3 separate regions of the Mus musculus genome follow, and all the other regions are linked to region 3. The links are chromatin contacts, called in public Hi-C and HiChIP or PLAC-seq maps. All regions are on one chromosome and are shown on one strand. Each heading gives the region's core, a stretch centred on a gene start, on an enhancer-like site or on the middle of the called end of the contact. The rest is flanking DNA. Distances are from core to core; before and after follow the strand shown.

Region 1 (3,978 bases), core at 632-3,131, 120 kb after region 3:
TAGAAGAAATAAAACTCCAAGGCAGGTGAACTGAAAATCTCAGGTTCTTCTCAGAGGAGGCAAAAGGAGAAGGAAAAAAAAAAACCCAAAACGAACAAAAACCAAAAACCAACTCATCATGGAGGTGAGACCCACGATGGGGAGGAGCTATGCTTAGAGACCATAGGCTTAGAAAAGAGAAGAAAAGGAAAAGTTTAGCTTTTCTGAGTAACTCGGAAAAGCGGGCAGACTCAGGAAACTGCATGCCGGCTGCTCTGTAAGAGACTGTGTGTATGTACAGTGCATTATCTCATTAAAGAAAGAAGCATTCCACTTACCTTTTTAACGTGGCTACAGAAGAACCCGCCTTCTAAGGGGCAGTGTCTTAGCCAGATGATTGACATGCCTTACAAAAATGTCAATTCTCCAACCAGATTAATATCTAGTATTCTCTTGACCAGGAGGAGTTTTTACCTTCATTGGTCTTAACTGCTGCTGTGTCAAAGACACTTGGAGACAATAACATCATGAAGCTGGTATCAAGGATGCCATGGTGACTCCTGGGAAATGTGTGTTAATAGGCCTCCTCTCAGCTAGTCTCCTGAAATCCACAGGGAGAAAAGAAGGTTGGCTGTAGTCACAGAGAGACCGGCTATTAGCCAGGTGCTGCCGCCAGACTGCGTTTCTGATTCTGGCATCACTGTTTTACTTAGCAGCCTGACCCTAGGAAAGTGACTTAAACTCTTACTAAACAGTGTCCCTCTTCCTATGAGAATAAGTGAGACAAAACATACAAGGGCCCCAGCATAGTCCTAGTACACGATTAGTTCTCAATTACAATTAGTTTCCTGTTTTTATGTTTACAGACCGATAAGCCGTATTTCATAAATCAGATAGATACTGAGTATGTAAATGACTGCATACAACAAAGTGGGGAGAGATGGGGTGATAGCAACGATAGAAGTTTGGTGTCTGGGGACACCACAGAACAGGGATAGGACATTTTTGGGATGCTCTATATGAGTGGGGTGTCTTGTAACATTTGTTACCAAATTACACCGTTAGGGGAGTTTAAAATAAAACTGACTCTCAACCCTAAATATTTATAGTTTTAACTTTTTTTTTCCCAGTTGGATAGCTCAGTTATTTTGCAAGTCAGAAACAGGAATCAATTTCTAAATACAGTCAAAAAACATTGTTCTAGGTTCTAGGGATATAGCATAGAAAAAGACAGCATCCTTATCCTCATGGATAATTGAAGCACAAATTATGTCTATTTGGATTTACAGAAGGCTGAGTGAGAGATGGTGTAGCAATAAAAACCTGGACCGTGCTGGGAGATGTACAGGGCTCTGAGTTACACCGAAGCCGTTACTTCGCAAACACAGAGGCAAAACAGAGCTCCTATCTCTTGGAGAGGATGTTCTTGACACAGCGACTTGGGCATGTGATGTGTCAGATGCCTCTAGGTGACCAGTGACCCATAGCTGTCCTCTAGCTGCATCTGTCAGATGCTCTGTCCTCTGGGCGAAGTAAACGCTCTGGTTCCAGACCAAGGACCAGGTGGACCACTAGCCACAGAGGGAGCGCAGCCACGACCTTGGGTTGTCAGCTCTGCGCGCTCCAGTCACGGCGCCAGGCTCCTGCCAATCCTCTAGGGAGGCCAGTACCCCAGAGGTCCTTTTCCCGAGCACCCGCTGACTCTGTGGGTGACTCCTCCCCACGGAACCTGGTTGGCTGCTCTCTAAGGAGGCCGCGTGCCGGGGCGGGGCTATCCGGCGAGGGGGCGGGGCATTAGCCTGGCATCCGCTGGGGTACTGGGTGCGCAGTGGATACCGCGGCGCCGGGGGCGGGGACAGCTCGGTCCGGTCGCTCGGGGCCGCCTGGTTCCTCCTCCACCCGTGCTGGGCTGAACCCAGAGCCAGAAAAGAGTCGGTTCTGAGTTCCCTGTGGGTGTGCGGCCGCCGCGGAGGGGAACATGGCGCTCGTGGGCAGCCGAGTGGAATTGGACGCGGACGAGGTGCGAGGACAGGCAGAGCGGGCTGGTCCGGGCACCGGCGGGCACCGGCGGGCGTGGGAGGGATGCGGAGCCTCCGCTGGCACGGAGGGTGGGCAGGGCTGTCCTTCACGCCGAGGAGCGTCCCACGGGGCCAGGCAGAGCAGCCCGGGCCAGCCTGAGCCTCCTTGGACCCTATGGGCTTTTGCGGAACCGTTCTGGACTCGACTTCTGTGTCGCTTTCTGTGGAAGTTCCGCGAGGTGTCCGCCGGGCGGGTGGGGTACGGCTGTCTAGTCACCCCGGGACCGAGGGCCGGAGCCTGAGCCCCGCGGCCGGGAAAGGTCCCTTGTCCAGAATCGCCGGCGGCCTCGCCTCTCTAGGCTACCGAAGTGACCTACCGGGTCCTCGCGCGGCGCCGGGGTCTGAACGCTCCCGGGCGGGGGCGCCCGACCTGTTGATTTCAGCGCTTCCTTCAGCTGCTGCTGGGAGCGCGCGCTCTGCTCTCAAGTTGAGGGTCAGGCTCCTGCCGCCGCCTCTGCTGCCATTTTACCTGACTTGAATTTTACAAGTCGCGGCCTGAGAAAGCCTTGATTTCCAATGATGCAATAGATGGGTGATGTGGAGGAGGCGAGTGAGTTAGGATTCGGTCTTTACTGCCAGAAGATCCTGGTAACGAGTAAATACTGTGCTTTAAATGTTGACATTAAGAACCGATCAAAACCCCAAGGATCAATCTTTATGCTACAGACAGTTAAGGCGGCGAACCAGAGCTTTCTGAGGACCAGCCTTGCGGTGTGGGCCCAAGACCACACACCAGGGAATTAGCGCTTGCCCAGGGGGCATGGATGTGTTGCTGGACCTTCTAAGGACACACAAGGCAAACAATGAGATAGAATATTTGTTACTATTTTCTTCTGTGACAACTTTTATTTATAGCTTTAGGCAGTCTTTTGGCATGGCCTGTTGCCTGCGCTTTTAAATTTTACATTCGTAATCCAGGTAACACACTACTACGGTACTTTGACCATCTACTACTTCCTCAAGAGTTTCTAACGTTCCCTCTTGTGTATACATTAAATAGCCACAGTCTTGGCATGATGGAGGCTGTTGTACAGTCTCAATAGCTTATCCCAGGCTTGTCTCCAGCTGCTTCCCTGTCCATAACCATTTAATCTATTTGTATTGAAAATGAAAGAACAATCCTGAGCCTGGTCTGTAATCTCAGCACTCAGATGGCTGAGTCAGGAGAATCACAAATTCAAGGCTAACCAGGTCTAGACACATAGAAAAATCGACTAGCATGGATATTTTTTTTTCTTCCGTAATAAAGAAAAAAAAAAAAAAACAATCAAGACCCAGAGTAGCTCCTAACTATAGAGTGGTATTTCTGACTCTGGCTCACTGTTGAAGAAATGCAAGCCATAACAGTAGATGTTAAATGGGATTGTCTTGGCATATTGAGATGAAGGTTACTCTGTCAACTGCCAATAAAACAAACTCAAGAGCTCATGTCGAAGTTAGGTATCAGAGCAGCAGACAGCCTGGCACAAAGACTTGAATACATGTTTGTTGAGTGACTGCATGACTGCAGAAAAGATATGCCTCCATCAGACCTCAGTTTTTGCCTTATTACTGATAAGCTCCCAATGATGGACAAGGCACAAAGGGACTTTTTGTTCCTGCCAAATCTATGTTTTACCCTCATGGTGGACAAGTATGTGGGCATACGTTTATCCACTCTCTACTGAGTGCTTAAGTACTCTTTGCTTAAGTTTGCTACCTTAGAGAGAGAAGGTACAGCTTTGGATGTCTAGGTCTCCCAGAGTGCCAGGGAGAGAAGTCATGTGTGGACCCATTTAGGGTGAACGAGCAGGTGTACAGTAGGGTGTTGTAGGTATGCTTGAAGTACTTGTAAAATATTCCTAATTGTAAGTGGATTAAAGAACTCTACCTCACTAGGCAGTGGTGGCACATGCCTCTTCAATCCCAGCACCCAGAAGGC
Region 2 (4,058 bases), core at 1,105-3,604, 86 kb before region 3:
AAGTCCCTGAATAGGGAAATATCCAAGTTCTTTTCCCAGAACCATAAAAAAGACAGACAACTCAAGCAAGGTAAAAAATAAATAAATAAATAATTAAATAATTAAACCACACTTGAAGAAAACTTTCCTTAGCTTTGCGAATTGGCTGTATTGTAGTCCATGAGGTTTATCCGAGGCGCAATTATTGCTAATTGAAAACTTTTCCCAATACCCTGCCATGATGACTTGAAATAAAGTCGGCATTGGCAATTTTTGACAGTCTCTACTGAGACTGAATAAAAAGGAAAAAAAAGGAAAAAAAAAAACTTTCCTTAAAGAACAAATTTTACCCCACATTTTGCAAAAGCAAAGTGGGTGCATCACCCCAGCCTTTTCCGACTCATTGGCCATCTTAGCACGAGTTTTCCTACCCTTCAAGCCCTCTTCTGTCCCTTCGCCGCATGCTCACCTCTCAGTCACACAGCTCAGAGAGAAAGGGGCTGGATGAAGAGTCAGGGCCCAGTATGGAACACTTACTATGTGCCACACACGCAACTAACTACGCATGCTTGATCCCACCATCCATCCCTTAATCTCCAGAGACTATTTGCCCATTTCACAGACGGGAAAACTGGGTTTCCCAGAGATTGAATGATTTGTACCAAGATACTCACTACAAGAATTAAAAGTCATACTCACATCTTGATGACTTCTAATGATTCTGTACCAAGAAAACATGCTTATCTGGAACCGCCTATGCCTCTCTGGGCGCACAGCCTAGCTTCTCCTGCCCACCCCCACCCCACCCCCGCCCCTTTAAACTGATGAACACCAACTCACCAACAAGCATCAGGTTTCATCAACTATTTAAGTCAGCCCCTCGACCCTTTCCGCTCTTGTTTAAAGATGAAAGGAATGCAACCTGTGTCACAGCACTTCCACTACCTTCTCAGTTTGGGTGTCTAACCAAATGCTATTTTTTTTTTTCTTTACTCATCGAGAGGAAAGGGCTTGATTCCCTAACACTAAATCCACTTTTTTTTTTTTTTTTTTTTTGTCTATGCAGCTTTGCATTCATTAGTCGTGACACCTGTGTGGGACTATCAGCAGTTACACGGTTCATTTGGCAAGGGGGCACTTCAGAGCTGAGTGCAGCTCAAATAGCAGAACACTTTTGTGCCCATGATTCTTGTTCAGTCTCAACCACCTTTCATCCCATCTCTGAAAAAAGAAGAGAGGTGAAGGAGATGTGTGATTCTGTCCATAAAACACGCCTAAGACAAAGAAACTCAAACAAACAAAAAGTAAACGGAGCCTGAAAGACTAAGCCCACTCTGCTTATTTGACATAAAGAACCTAAGGTCCAGGCGACAGGTGATTTGCCTGTCACAGCTAATAAATGGCTGAGCCAGGATTTACACACAAGCTCCAAGCTAAAACAGCCGCCTTCACTTTCCCTAGAATCCCGCTGCACTGCCTGCATTCCTCTGCCTTTAACTGGAAAGGATTGCATTTCCGGCTCTATCACAGTTTGGTCGTTACTAAGCACTGATAAATACAAATAACAAAACGGTAGTTTCATTTCTCCAATACTAGGAAAAGTATAAAACATCAACGTGCAAAATCTTAGAAGCTGTTTGATATCGTCTCTAAGTTATGTATTTGATTAATATGAATATCGTAAATGATTAAAAAGTCAAAGGGGGGGGGGTGTGTGCTTGTACGCAAAATTCAGCTTTAAACTCACAGCTGACTTTTCTAAGTCCCAAGGTGGGTGGTAGGCAGAAGTTGCATAACTCATTGTTTTGCTTATCAAACGTTTGTAGGGTGCCTAAAGTGTGGTAGGCATTTAAATAAAATGAAGGTAAAACACGAAAAAAAAAAAAGTGATCCTTGGGTACTGATCCCAAAGAGCTCCGAGGACTCTAGTCCCCACCGGTCCTCGGAGTACAGCGAAGATGCTCGGCTTCCTCAAGGTGGGCGGAGAGCCCTGGCCATTGAGCTGGAGGCTGGAGGCTGGAGGCTGAGCTGGAGGCGTGTCAGCACCAGCTAGCAGCCCTCAGCCGGGTCCTCTCTGCAAGCCCAGTCTCCTCTCAGCACCTCCCGGTCCCGGGCGCCAGTCACCATTGCACCCACAGCCCGCAGTTACCTCGGACTCGCGTGGTCCAGCCTGCACACCCACGACCCCCAGGCAGCTTCAGGTCTCGGGGTGAGTGGGAGGTCAGGCAACTCTCAGGAGAAAGAGTGACAACTGGGGAAAGCCGATGGACTCTAGGGCCAGGATGGAGAAAGTCTACGAGGTGAAGTTTACAACGGCCACTTCCGGGGGCCCGGAACACGCGACGAGGCTCTGGGCAGCCGCGACTTTCTCCGCCTCCCTGGCCCCGCCCCGGCAGGCCCGCCCCTCGCCTCCGCGTCCCCAGCGTCCCGCCCGCCGCCCGAGCCCCAGCTCCAGGATACGCGCGTACTCAGAGAACGCGGGCTCGCGCTGGAAGAGAAGCGCCGGCCCGCAACCGCGCGCGCTCCCGCGGCAGGCGGGGTATATTGCGCATGCGCCAGGGGTGGGGTACGCGTGCGCAAAGCACACGGGTGGCTCGGGGCCGCGTTCCACCCCATGCGCGCTCCAGCGCCGGCATGCTGTGCCTTCTCCTTGTTTCAGAACTCCCGCAACCGAGTGGCGTGCACATTTCCAGCCTCGGAAAAGGGCAGCAGCCTGTTCCTGCTCTGTAAACGTCTTCTTAGCTGGCTCTCGGCCCGAGAAACCCGCTAGGACCGCGGCCGATGCCAGGGTCCCCAGGGAGAGTGCCTGGGCTTCGGCACAGGTGGCAGACTCTCAGCGCCCTCCTCCTGCAGTCTCCTCCTCCCATCGATTTCTTTTGTATTTTGGCTTGGGTGGATAGAATGTAGGTCGGTGCTCTGATGCTGCTGAGCGTCTTTGATTACAAATAATGCAGAACCGGATTCATTGGCAAATAAGGCCTTGGAGCCTCGCCTTGAGCTCCATCTCTGCTAGATTTCAGCCCCTCCCCCTCCTCGCCCACAATTTATAAAGAGCTTTGGTTCGCCCTGTAGCCGCTTCAGAGGATTGGAAAAGCAAATCCTCTTTTGTTCCTTGGCTTTTGAAAGCCTATTCCCTAAAGAACAATGCGAAATGGCAGGATTTTGATGAAAGGTTTTTATCCCTGCCGCCACTACCTTCTTTCCACAAGTGTTCATACAAAATGAGCCTTTTATGCTAAACTTGTCCGGGGTTGGTTGTAATCAGCCTGAACCAGGTGTTGGGGTTCTCGCCTGCTCTCGCTCTGGAAAGTTAACAGTCCTAAGAGCAAATAGATTAAAACTTTGGTTCTTGCACTGCTGAGAAACTTTAATTGGTTTGAGGTCAGTTGTTTGGTTTTTAAAAGGTTTTCCTTGCTTCTTAAGGCTTTAGCCAGAAGAGATAACTGCTTCGAAAACAAACTGAAGGAAACAAAAGTAGCCCTCTCTACTTAGGAATCAAATGGAGAATTACAATAAATAAGATTACATTCACCACCACCATGGGTTTCTCTGTGTGGCCTGACAGTCCTGGAAGATGAGAGTTTTTTTTTAAATTGTATACGGCTTAGTTTTGTTATTTGAAAGATTTTTGTTTGGAGGGAAGTGATTTTGTTGTTGTTTTGCTTTCTTGGTTTTGTCTGGGTGGGGTTTTTTAATTCCCTATGTAGCCCAATCAGGCCCCAAATTCTGGATCCCCTGCCATAGCCTCCGGAACACTGGGGTTACAAATCATGGGCCACACACACACATCAGCTCATCGTGTTTTAGGAACATCACAGAAGGGAGTGTTACATTGCAAACATAACTGATCTATTACATTGTACACTTTTTAAAGAAAAGCTGCTTGACATGAATCCTTACAAAGTTCATTTACTCTGTCTTTAGCATGCGTAGAGTACAGCACATGTGCCCAGCATGGAGCTAGGTAATAAAAATACCAGCTATAAAGTACAAATGCCACAGGGATCAGAGAAAAGATCTGCTCGTCAACCTTGAGTACAGGGAAGCGATTTGTGGAGCATGTAAAGTCTAGTGTAAGA
Region 3 (3,548 bases), core at 506-3,005:
GGCTAGTGAGATGGCCCAGGGGTAAAGTGACTGGTGATAAGCCTGGGGGACCTAAGTTTGATCACTGGGTGCTCAAGGTAGAAGGGATGATGGACCCGCGCTCACAAGTGGTCCCTGGCCCTCCACACATGGGCATGGCACACACTTGTATGCAAACATATACAAATAAAGTATAAGAAAACATAGAAAAAGCCGGGCGTGGTGGCTCACGCCTTTAATCCCAGCACTCGGGAGGCAGAGGCGGGTGGATTTCTGAGTTCGAGGCCAGCCTGGTCTACAAAGTGAGTTCCAGGACAGCCAGGGCTATACAGAGAAACCCTGTCTCGAAAAACAAAACAAAACCAAACAAACAAAAACAAAAAAAGAAAAAGAAAACATTGAAAAGGTAAATGATCTAGAGCTAGGCATAGCAATGCATAAGAATAATCCCAATGTTAAGAAGGCTAAGGCAAGAAGACTGCTGTGAGTTTGGTGTCAGTTTCTGCTACATAGTTCTGGGCAAGCCTGGGTTACACAGGCTTGTAGACTCTCTGTTTTAAGATGGATGGATGGATGGATAGATAGATACATGCATGCATGCCCTAACCATAACTAATGCCTCATTTTGGAAACAAAGTTTGATATACATACAATTTTGTTGATCATACAACACTTGTATAAACCTCCACTAGAAGTGACTTGAACACCTTAATGTCTTCTCACATAATTGCTTATTTACAAAGAAAACTCTAGAACAAAAGTAGTTTTCACCAATAATAACCTCTCCTCACTGTACAAAGAAGTAACAGATGGGCAGGTTTAGTAACCCACATGCAATGCCAGCACTTCTGAAGCTGAGGCAGGAGAATCACAAATTCCAAGCAGCATGGGCTACACTGGAAGACAGTGTATTTGATACTTATTCAGAAAGTACTTGTACTGTTTACATGTTTGTTTTAAAAATACAGTTCCATTCTCAAGGCAATTATTAAAAAAACAAACACTGGCAAATCCTCCTCTACTTCAAAGCTAGAGAGACTTAATTAAATGCATTAGAGTTATCCAAGTCCTGGCACATCAACAACAGCCATCTAGCTCACTCTAAGAGCTGCAACTCACTGTCAAACCAGTCTACAACAGCTAGTGGAATACATGCCAGGAAACCAACAAAAACATAGAACACGGGGTCTTATTTTCACTTTTCTTTGAGGTACAATGGTGCTTAACACAAAAAACACTTCTGGAAAAAGCTACGAAGTATTGAACAGAGGCTCATTATACTATTCTCTATATTGATTACATATTTGAAAATTTTCCAACAGAAACCTTACAAATGAGAAAAAATAACCCCCACAGCCAACAATACTGTAAAATAAAAATGTCAATGAAATAGTCTTTCTAAGGCTCATAAAGATGTTAGCCTCAGCCGGGTATACACATTTAATCCCAACATTTAGGAGACAAAGGCAGGTGGATCTCTGAGTTGAAGGCCAGCTGGTCTACAAACCAAGTCCAGGGCATCCAGGACTATTACACAGAGAAAACCTGTCTTGAAAAAAACAAAAACCAAAAACCCCAGTAACAACAGCAGAAAGATGTTAAATTCAGTCAATACTTCATTCATAGGAATCTGTCCTTCTAAATGCTTTTAACATCATAAACACACATTTCTAAGCCATTGCTGAAGAACAAAAAGGAAAACAGATTTCTGAACTGATACATTCATCTCCCACCAGGCCCTGTGCTAGAAGCTGCTGGTGAGTGAGTGAATCACACCGTGCTTCAGCAGTCATTCACAGCGGGCGGCAGGGCAGGGCAGGGCAGGGCAGGGCAGGGCAGGGCAGGGCAGGGCAGAGAAGCTGTGGGCTCAGAAGGAGAAACGAGAACCCGACTCTAGCCCCCACCACTGATGGCTGAGCTTGAGCAGCTCAGGATGACTATGCTCTTTTCTTATAAAAATGGTGACAATTCTTTTAAGGCCAGCATACACTAGGCACATGACATGTGCTCAATGATCAGAGTATTATTTTAGTAGACAAACAAAGAATGTAGCCACAGATGTGTAAATATTAAGACAGTAGGGGCTAGAGAGATGGGTTAGTGGTTACAAGCACTTGTTGCTGGAATGAACTACATATCTGCTCTTACCAATGCTGATAGGTTACTATAAAAAGGGATTCTTCATGGTAATCTTTTCTTTTTGAAAGAAAAGAGCTCTGTATCTCTAGCTATCCTGGAATTTGCTATGTAGACAAGTGTTAGAGAATATTTGATTACACTGTGAACCCGAGACTGTTATTTCCTGGGAATTGCTGGTTGTGGTACCTCAGCTCTTAGCACACATCTTTAATCCCAATCAATGAAGGTAAGCCACCCATGTTTAAAAGTGAGTGACAGACGTGATGAATCAGAGAAAGATTTGACGGACTAGGATATGACAGCCCCCCACCAGGAGAGAGGAAAAGAAAGCTACTTAAGGGACAATGCAGAAAATGAAAAAGGCAGTTTTACTGGAAGAGTCTTACAGAGAGAGACAGGTTGAAGAGAACAAGCTAGACAGAGGTGAAGGCAGAAAGAGCCATAGAATGACAAGGAGACAGAAGATTTGCTATGAGGCCAGGCAGAGCCATTCAGCAGATGCAGAGAGAGAAGCCAGACTGAATCAGTGAGCCTGGAGAAGAGTCTGAGCCAGGACAGCTGAGTTGAATCAGCCAGCAGGAGTTCAGAGAGAACTAGAAAGGGTGAGCTGATTCAGCAGAAAGTCTCTGAGGCTGGAAACATTCTAGGCCTAGATTATGATTGTACAGAGGCTAGAAGCTTCCAGGACCAGGCCTAGGTTAGCAGATGGATGCAGTAAGCCTCTGAGATGACAATTACATCAGGGGGGAAAAATACTTTTACAGATCAGTCTGGTCTTGAAATCAGAGATCTGCTTGCCTCCACCTCCTGAGTGCTGGGATTAAAGACATACACCACCATACCCAGCTCACATTAATCTATTTATAGTTACACCTTCTTTTTTGGTAGGGTTAAGAAAGCTTTCAAGCCGGGCATGGTGGCGCACGCCTTTTAATCCCAGCACTCGGGAGGCAGAGGCAGGTGGATTTCTGAGTTCGAGGCCAGCCTGGTCTACAAAGTGAGCTCCAGGACAGCCAGGGCTACACAGAGAAACCCTGTCTCGAAAAAAAAAAAAAAAAAAACAAAGAAAGAAAAAAAAAAAGAGAGAAAGCTTTCAAAAGATTGATGCTTTCTCCCTTGGAAAAAAAAAAAAGAGAGAGAAACCTATTTCCTTAAAATTCCATTTGTTTCTCTTTATCATTGCAGTTACCTCCACAAGCACTGACTCAGAAGTTCAGTAGAGTTTAAGGATCTTAAAACCATTTTCAACATAACCACAAACATCTAGTGTAATCTCTTCATGAGCCATGATGCTCATCTCCATGTCAGTCACTGAACATGGTGGGTCTGTAAGACAGAGACACAAACAGCACCAGGACATTATACACATGAAAAGCCTGCAACCAAGTCTGTAAATGTGACCATGATTCGGCTGCCACCCCCATGCATGG

The links. Hi-C and Micro-C count contacts between places; a contact is called where the count stands out from the background. HiChIP or PLAC-seq counts read pairs in DNA pulled down with a chosen protein or histone mark.
Region 1: a contact with region 3 is called in a Hi-C map of embryonic stem cells, with 2.5 times the contacts expected there. The contact joins the promoter of Ttc39b here to the enhancer-like site in region 3. A contact is called at or near these places in 2 of 39 promoter capture datasets (macrophages and second pharyngeal arch cranial neural crest), 22 of 484 Hi-C or Micro-C datasets (the C2C12 cell line, CD8 T cells, LSK cells and 10 more), 6 of 115 datasets of contacts at active chromatin or transcription factors (bone marrow-derived macrophages, embryonic stem cells, neural tube and 1 more) and 2 of 9 other capture datasets (adipose tissue and liver).
Region 2: a contact with region 3 is called in an H3K27ac HiChIP or PLAC-seq map of embryonic stem cells, with 7 read pairs. The contact joins the promoter of Ccdc171 here to the enhancer-like site in region 3. A contact is called at or near these places in 1 of 39 promoter capture datasets (macrophages), 1 of 15 datasets of contacts at CTCF or cohesin (CD8 T cells), 4 of 484 Hi-C or Micro-C datasets (B cells, centrocytes, cortical neurons and 1 more), 2 of 115 datasets of contacts at active chromatin or transcription factors (both in embryonic stem cells) and 4 of 9 other capture datasets (adipose tissue, embryonic stem cells, liver and 1 more).

What each region holds. Positions count from the first base shown.
Region 1 is chr4:83,322,092-83,326,069 of GRCm38.p6, reverse strand. It overlaps Ttc39b (tetratricopeptide repeat domain 39B), which reads left to right and starts at 1,881. Exons shown (of 20, transcript NM_027238.2): 1 at 1,881-1,999. The coding sequence starts at 1,958. It overlaps Gm42306 (a long non-coding RNA gene), which reads right to left and starts at 3,300. Exons shown (of 3, transcript XR_881382.3): 1 at 1,303-3,300; 2 at 318-580.
Region 2 is chr4:83,523,841-83,527,898 of GRCm38.p6, reverse strand. Ccdc171 (coiled-coil domain containing 171) reads right to left here and starts at 2,354. Exons shown (of 26, transcript NM_001355378.1): 1 at 2,129-2,354. Gm25899 (a small nuclear RNA gene) reads left to right here and starts at 131; the gene lies at 131-271.
Region 3 is chr4:83,437,483-83,441,030 of GRCm38.p6, reverse strand. The region is part of intron 5 of Snapc3 (small nuclear RNA activating complex, polypeptide 3); the gene reads right to left. Among named protein-coding and RNA genes, the nearest start is that of Snapc3, 22 kb to the right of the region's middle. Within about 2 kb of position 1,755, at least 65 of the 459 cell types and tissues checked have an H3K27ac peak or open chromatin away from gene starts, as enhancers often do. A contact at or near this core is called in the C2C12 cell line, the MC38 cell line, the N1E-115 cell line and 4 more, where this site is marked.